2 separate regions of the Mus musculus genome follow, and region 1 is linked to region 2. A link is a contact called in public HiChIP or PLAC-seq data. All regions are on one chromosome and are shown on one strand. The core of a region is the stretch at or near the end of the contact, and the rest is flanking DNA. Distances in the headings are between cores, read along the strand shown.

What was found. HiChIP or PLAC-seq counts read pairs in DNA pulled down with a chosen protein or histone mark.
Region 1: a contact with region 2 is called in an H3K4me3 HiChIP or PLAC-seq map of neural tube, with 3 times the contacts expected there. The contact joins the enhancer-like site here to the promoter of Tmem19 in region 2. A contact is called at or near these places in 4 of 39 promoter capture datasets (the C10 cell line, hippocampal neurons and pre-B cells), 2 of 115 datasets of contacts at active chromatin or transcription factors (embryonic midbrain and neural tube) and 2 of 9 other capture datasets (adipose tissue and pancreatic islet).

Annotation. Positions count from the first base shown.
Region 1 is chr10:115,617,228-115,621,614 of GRCm38.p6, reverse strand. No RefSeq gene overlaps it. Among named protein-coding and RNA genes, the nearest start is that of Lgr5, 32 kb to the right of the region's middle. Within about 2 kb of position 2,909, at least 8 of the 459 cell types and tissues checked have an H3K27ac peak or open chromatin away from gene starts, as enhancers often do. A contact at or near this core is called in neural tube, where this site is marked.
Region 2 is chr10:115,360,854-115,364,678 of GRCm38.p6, reverse strand. Tmem19 (transmembrane protein 19) reads left to right here and starts at 2,412. Exons shown (of 7, transcript NM_133683.4): 1 at 2,412-2,627; 2 at 2,720-2,870. The coding sequence starts at 2,741.

The sequences.
Region 1 (4,387 bases), core at 1,660-4,159, 260 kb before region 2:
CAACGGTAGAGACTACCAAAGTTTTCCTTCCTGTCAACAGTGGAGCACAGAGACAGAAATCCATATAGAAATAGAAAACTTAAACAATTCTGCAGACCAAATATACATAACAGACATACAGAACATGCTAGCCAGCAACAATAAAATACTCTTCCAGAGTGCACATGGGACATTCTCCAAGACAGACATATGTTAGGCCACGACTCAACAATTTTAAAGAGATGGGAGAGATATCAAATAGCACTTCCAACCATGATGGTAGCAGCCCAGAATTCAATAACAGGAGGGAAATTGGATTTTCACAAATATGTGGAAGTTAAACAACATTGTCCTGAATGAGGAATGGATCAGAAAAAAATCAAGAAGAAAGCTAAAACTATCATGAGACAAAGAAAATAGAAACACAACCTACCAAAACATACATATACATCATGTACATACAGATCATATAAATACACGTATGCATATATATCATATATCATATACCACATATCACATATCATATACCATACATCATACATCATATATCACATATCATATATCATATATCATATATATATATACACATATACATATATATGGCAAGTAATGAGATTGAGTCAATAATCAAAAGGTTCTGAACAAAGAAAAGTCCAGGAGATTATTCAACCAAATCTTTACAGAATTAACATCAGTCTTTCTCAAACTGTTCAAAATTTAAAAAAATGAAAAAAAAAAAAAGATGAGAAACTGACAACCTAACTCACTTATGAAAGCACAATCGCCCTGACCTCAAAGGCAAACACAAGTACCAAAAGCAGGGCTGGAGAGATGGCCCAGTGGTTAAGAGTGCCATCTGTTCTTCCAGAGGACCTGAGTTCAGTTCCCAGACTCTGCTTTGGAACTGTCTATCACTTCTATTGCAGCAGATCTGATGCCCTCACACAGACATACATGCGTGCAAAACATCAATGCACAGAAAATAAAATTAATAGCGAGATCGGGCACGTTCAGGGTAGAATGGCTGTAGACTGGGGAATCGTGTGGAAGAGTGGGAGGAAGGATTGAGGGAACCAGAGAGGTCAAGGACATCACAACAAAACCTACAGAATCAACCTGGGCCCATAGGGGCTCACAGAGACTGAACCGCCAACCAGAGAGCATGCATGGGACAGACATAGGCCCTCTGTATATAATGTGCAGCTGGGACTCCTAAAGCAGGAGCAGGAACTGCCTGTGACTACACTGCCTGCCTTAGGATTCCTTTCCCCTGACTGGGCTGCCTGGTCTAGCCTCAAAAGAAGAAGACACACCTAGTCTTACTGGTACTTGATATACCAACTATAATATCCATGGGAGGCCTCCCCTTTTCTAAGGAGAAGGACAAGAGGAGTGGCTCTGGAGGGGAGGAGACAGGAAGGGACTTGGGAGGAGAGGAGAGAGGGGAAGCTGGGGTCAAGATATAAAGTAAATACCTAACTTAATAACAAAAATAATAAATAAAATGAATAAATTCTTTTTAAATCCTGAGAAAATAGTAGCAAAATCCAACAGAACAAAAGATTATCCACCAGGGATGAATTGAGTGAGATTCATCCCTGGAATATGATCGCTAAATGTGAGTAAATCAAAATGCCACATTAGCAGAACGAAGAGAAGATTCGTACCATCATCCCAACAAGGGGGAGAGAGTATAAAACACAGCATCCTGTCCTGATAACAGTCTGTGGAACAGAGACTTAGTGAGTTAGGGATAAAAGAAACACAACAGGGCAAAGGCCAGATAAGCCGGGGGGCAAACATCATTCTCACAGCAAAGAGCTGAGGATGGTTTTTTTTTTAAGAATAGGAATAGGATATGGATGCTGTCCTACTGGTACCCAACTCGGTGCTGAGAGTCCTAACCAGGGCAGCGAGGAAAGAAAGAAAAGGGCACCCCCCATGAGAAAGGAGAAAGCTAAATAATCCCATCAGGAAAAAAACAAAAACAAAAAAACAAAAACAAAAAAACATGTTTGGGAATGAAGCAAAGCCATGAGGTGAAGTATTGATGAAAAACATCATCGAAAACACAAATGAGCGAAAAGATAGTTCGTGTTCACGGACTGTAAGGTCGACACGCATTTACTGCCCAAAGCGATGTATAGATTCTATGTTTCTGTCAAATTCTGAATGGTATCGTTCACAGATGCAGGAACTCTGTCTACCGTCTATATGGAAACACAGAGAACCTGAGTAGCTTCATGGAGCCTTAGAAGACCTTTTAGAGCTGAAGGCACCATGCCCCATCATTTCAACAAAATCCAGCTGATGTTCAACGGAGGTGTGAACACTGTGCCACAGAGTAAGACTCGTCCTTAAGACAGGCGCGCAAACAAACGGAACTGGCTCGTCTCACATCCTCAAAAGTTAACTCAAACTGAATTTAAAAACTTAAATATTGGGACCTGAAAACATAAAACTACCAGAAAGAAAATACATATGGAAAACACACAGTGGTTTTTAGCATATGAACCCTAAAAATACAGATAACAAAATTAAACGCTGATTAACCTTGTTACATCAAAGTAAAAGGTCTACACAGCAAAGGAAATAATAGAGTCAAGAGGGGTGGGAAGAAAATATTTGTAAACTGCTATAATCGCATGGTTCGGTAATGCTCTTCCCAGAAGCCATGGGTTTTTAAACAAAAATCCCAGAGCCAAGTGTGAGATCTCGCCGTACGAGTTACTGTCTAGAGAGGTTCCCAGAGGCTCACAAAATAACACAGGTTACTGGCATTGCTCTTGGTTGTCCACTAGAACTAGATGGTAAGACCCTGTTGCTTAAAACAGGATTCGTTTTGAGAACAGGACACAGAGAAGTCAAGCTTGGACTAGGCTAAAAGCATCCCCTGTGCTGCTAGCTCTCAAAGTGGCAGAAGGTGCTCTACAGCTGGAGGGGGCGGGGCATAAACTGTCCCGCCCAGCTTTAGACACTGTATGCCGCAGTTCTGACCCCTTAAACAAGATGTGCCTTCTGTTGCAAATAAAATAAAATAAACCGGCATGACTATATAAGAATAACCAGCTGCATTCTGCCGAAACGTGAAAGCAGCTTCACAGAAAGGAATCCATGCCTGGTCCTGTGAGCTTAGTCAAAAGCCTAAGAGAAAGGCTGGTGCTGCTTTCTTATTGAATGGGCATTCGGTCAAATTGCTTTCTAAGTATTTTCTGCACATAGTCTAGTGCGGCCTTGGACATGAGAGCATCCTTGTGACTGTTAAGTGTTCAGCCTTAAGTGCGCGCTTTACATCGAAGATGCAGGGAAATCAAAGCGCGGAGGGGCGGGGGGGGGGGGAAGGGGGGGAGAAAGATTGTAGTAGCTGAAGGATCAAGAGAATCACTGTGACACACGATCTTCTAGGTATGATGCGGCCACTGCAATAACGATTACACTGCAGCTGTGACTTATGTGTACAAGACCTACAGCAAAAATAGGACAGAAAGAAGAAAAGGGCATGAAAGTAGGAGGGAGAGTCGGTGGGAGATACGAGGGACAGAGAAGGTGATAAGAAGAGGACTTAAGATGATCACAGCGCATTTGCATAAGCATATGGAACTGTCAAAATACAAAGAGGGGAAGAGTCTGCCTTTAGTAATTAAATAAATATTTTTTTAAAGAAACAAGAAGAGATTTAACAGCTTTCAGGAGCCAGTGGTGGGGGAGGGGAGGGGGACGACGGGGGGTGGATTATGGTGATACTTCACTCTCTACTAATACGCTAAGGACCAAATTGAATACTTGAAGTAAATAAAGTTTATGGTGTGTGAATTATATCTCAGTGAAGTTGTTTTAAATACTATAAGAAGACCACGCATTCACCTCACCTGGCGGGGGGGGGGGACGGGGGGGGGGGCTGCAGTGAAAATCTCCAGAAATCTGTCCTTCTCAGTCCAGCCTCCTGCAAACACACCATTTACAACCAGCAGAGGGAGCTAAAATAATAGCTTTAGCCTATGTCTGCTGTCACTGAAGGGGCGGTGGAAGAACGTCAAACTTAGAGATAACCGGTTTGGCTGAGTAATAACCCTATTTATTCTTATCAAAAGTATTGAAAGTTGATATAAATGCTCATCTTTTTTGAAAGTCTAAAAGTTTAAACATCTCAGAGGTTTTCTTTTTCTTTTATTGAAAATAGATTTTTTTTCATGCAATAGATTCTGATTCTAGCTTCCTTTCCCTCGACACCTCCGAGTTTTTTCCCACCTCCCCTTCCATCCAGATCCATCCCAGTCCTATCTCTCCTTAGAAAACAAATAACTCTGAAGGAAAAATAATAAAATAACATATAGTAAGATAAAATAGAATTAACACATCACAATAGGACAAGACAGAAGGAAGGGAGCCCAAGAGAAGATACAAGAAA
Region 2 (3,825 bases), core at 1,163-3,662:
CAGGCCTGATTTAAAGCACATTAGGGAATTCTGAGGTAGGTGACCTCTCTGTTAATCTGTTGTGTCCATCTCTGGACATTCTATTACCAGTGTGGGGGCTGAAAACTTGCTGGGGGGGGGGGTTCCTGGAAATTGTTGACTGAGGAAGCAGCTGAGGACATCTGGACACTGCTGCTGACCCATTGTCCTTGCCTCAGGCCAAGTGGTGGGGCAGCTTCTGAGGTCTGGACTTGCCTGGAATTCCCCAGTTCTTAGCAACAGAAATGTAGGCCTAGTCTCCTTAACTGCCAATTTGAAGCTTATCATGGAATCAGACCAGTCTTTGCACTATAAAGAATAGATAACAGAGGATATATAATAATTTTGGTTGAAGCCACTATTTTGTGTTCTACCAAAGGAAAAACAGTCTTGGCATATATTTTGAAATTTAAAATAGCATGAAGTTTTACAAATGTGTCCCACCGTGATACAAAATGGTTTCAGCCACCAGACATCCCATGTACATCAAAAGAAATATAGCCTGACCGGAAAGAAAAAGCCCTTCCCCCAGCAGTGGAAATGTAAGCTTTTAAAGGTTGACTGGGTTATGTCACAATTGTGTACAATATCTAAATAATTCCATTGCCTCCCACACTGTCAACAAGTAGCTGGAAACACTTCGGAAATATGTGGTTGTCAGCTTGTTACTATTCACTTGGACAAAATAACTCCCAATGAACCTCAGCCTCCTGAGTTCTGGGATTAATAACATGCGCCACCACATCTAGTGAGATCTTTGTTTTGATACTGGGGCTGGGAAGATGGCACTGTGGATAAAGTGCTTTCTGTAGAAGCCTGAGAACAGGATTTGAATCCCCAGAACCACATGGGACTGGCACAATAGTACCCATGTATAAAAGGTGAAATCAGTCCCAAGACTCGGATTATCTGAGAATAGGATGGTCTGCTGTATAAATGAATGGACAGGATACACACCCTTGAAATTGTAGAGGAATTTTAATCCAGCAAGATGGCTCCTCTAGCAAGGGATTACATCCAAAGACCTAGATCTTTATGATCTGGCTAGATCGCAGACAGGCCACATCCCTTTAACCCCTCTGCCTGGAACACGGATACAACCTGAGTACAGTCCTTTAAGGTCAAATTCGTTTTTAGAAGGAAGGAGCCAGGTGTGAAAGTGATGTCTAATTGAGGGCCAGACAAAGTAACAAAGATCGAAAGATTTGACAGAATGAGTCAGAGACAGAATGCATCTTACAAGGACAGCACAGGAAAGAGAAGCTATTTTAAGAGCCCCAGTGCAGGGAGAGACAGCTAGTCAGAGGTGGGAGGCAGTGCCAGGAGTGCGGTGCAGTTGCAGTTGAGTTCGGGTTGTGGTTTTTGTTTGTTTCAAGTCTATGAAGTTCATTGCAGGTGAGCAGAGTCAACTAAAGCCAGAGAACAAGAAGGAGCCAGGTGATTAGAACAAAATGCCAGAGTTGTTTGAGGCTAGGCAGAACAATTCAATGGGAACTTGAGAGAAGCCAGATTGAATCAGGCAGCTTGGTGAGGAGTTTGAGCCAGAACAGCTAGGTTGAACCAGACAGCCAGAGTTCTAGAAAGAACTATAAAGGGTGAGCTTATTCAACAGTGAGCCCTACAAGAGGACAATACATCAGACGAATAAGTTACTTTTACAGATAGAGTGGATGGGGACAGACACTTCCACAATGTGTGTTAGAACAGTAATTATACAAAAGCTCAACCGTGGGAACTATATTTATGTTTACATACCGCAGTACCAGTTGAGTCTGGCCCAGGTTAAGAGCCAAGCCATTGTTTTAAGCTACTTTCTAAGTAATTTCGCTTCTAACGATAAACTCCTACGTCGTCCACACCCTATCGCCTGGTATGAATGCTTCATAAGTTACAACCCATTACTGGCTCTAAATTCACTCGCAGTTCATTATTCCATCAATGGCAGGTTTTAGTGACCCACACCACCCTTACTGGTGACATTTTTTTTTTCAAGTCTAGGCTGTCCACAAATCCCAAGACCTAATTTGTCCTAACGTCTATTTTGGAGGTGCTTTAGAAACAGCACTCCGACCCGCAAAGAGACACTAAGCAAACTCAAGCCGGGTTTCCGCCTCGACGAGTCACGTGAGCGGAGCAGGGCTGCTGCGCATGCGTACACGGAGGGAGTCGCGGAGAGACCAGAGCGACTCCCGGGGCAGCGGGGTGGGGACGTAAAGGCGCTCGCCCGCGCTGTTCCCAGCCTTGGTTCGCTTGCCCGGGCAGCGTACGGCAGAGGTGGAGCTGGGGCAGACTTGGAGCAGGGGCCCAGGGGGCGGAGCGCGCCGTGCGGGGGCGGAGCTCGGGGGGGGGGTCCGAGGGCGGGGAGGGGCGGGGCTCCGCGGTGCTGGCCGCTCATTGGCCACCGGTCGTTTGTGCTCCTTCCGGGTCCCTCTAGGTGGGAGCTGCCGGCCTCCCTGCTGGCCTGGCGGGTCCTCTGTGCATCCTCCCTGCACCTTCTTTTTCCAAGGGCGGCGTTAACCTCCCCGGGTCGAGCCGGAGCGCTGCGCCTGCAGCAGTGACTAGACGTTTTGGATTTACGATTCTATTTTGTCGTTCGGTTGGTGGAAGATGTTGGTATTTCTCTATGCCTCTAAAGGAGTATTGTTGCAAGAAACTTGAATGACTTGGTTCATCTGAAATGCTATCTATTCCCCCCCCTCAGGTGCTCGTAGCTCTATTTTCCATGACAGATAGTGACGACACTACGTGCAAAAGGTATATAAAGATGATTACCAATATAGTAATACTGAGCCTGATCATTTGCATTTCCCTAGCGTTCTGGATTATGTCAATGACTGCTAGCACCTATTATGGTAAGTAAAAGTGTTTTAAGTTTTGCTAGAAGTTAATGGGTGGAATTTTAAACTACGACTTCAAAATCCAAAAAATATGTAAATGGTTAAGAACAGTTATGTTCACTGCCGAAACCTGAATCTGGTTTGCTACGGTGATAAGATAAACAATGTCTAGAGAACTTTACAGCCTTCCATGATGTTTCTTGTGCTGATATTTAATGATACCTATCACAAAACGCATGTCTCAAATAATTACTTCTGTTTACCTTAGTTGGGGGGGGGGGAGACATAAAAGGTAGTTTTGTGAAACAATTTGGGGGATGCTTATCTTTTTAAGATTTGCCATGGTGTAGCGGTTTCATAATCCCGTGAGAATAACAAAGGAGGTACAGTCTTTTCATTTGCAAGTTGAAGAATTTGTCACTTCACACAAATAGATAGGTCTCGTGCAGACACTGTCCTCTTGCTCGTCCGGTTTGATCATCACCGTACCCTGCAGCCACTTGGTCTTTCCATTGGCTTCTTGGTACATCTTTGCTCTCATGAAGCCAAATCTTGCTGTCTTAGCTCCTACTACTGCTCCTGCTACTGAATTCTTCCTGATCCCTGTCTCAGCCTCCAGAGTATTGGGATTACAACCTCCAACCATCGTATATGACTTTACAGGACACTTCAACATAAGACAAGACTTTACGGACTTTTCTCCCTTAGTATATATTAATTGTACAAGCTGATGGATTTCATTTTGGCATTAATATATTCGGATTATATACCTTGGTCCTGTGATGGTTCTAAAGGATTATTTTGGATTTGGCTCTTAGAGTGGGGGGGGGGGTTAAATCCAGGGTTTTGCATATACTGTGCACCCATGCATGTGTTCAGAGGCTGCTCCATATCCAACTCTTGTTTGTTGCCTGTTTGGGTTGTTTTGTTTTAAGACAAGGCCCCAGCTTGTAGCCCTGGGTGATCTCAA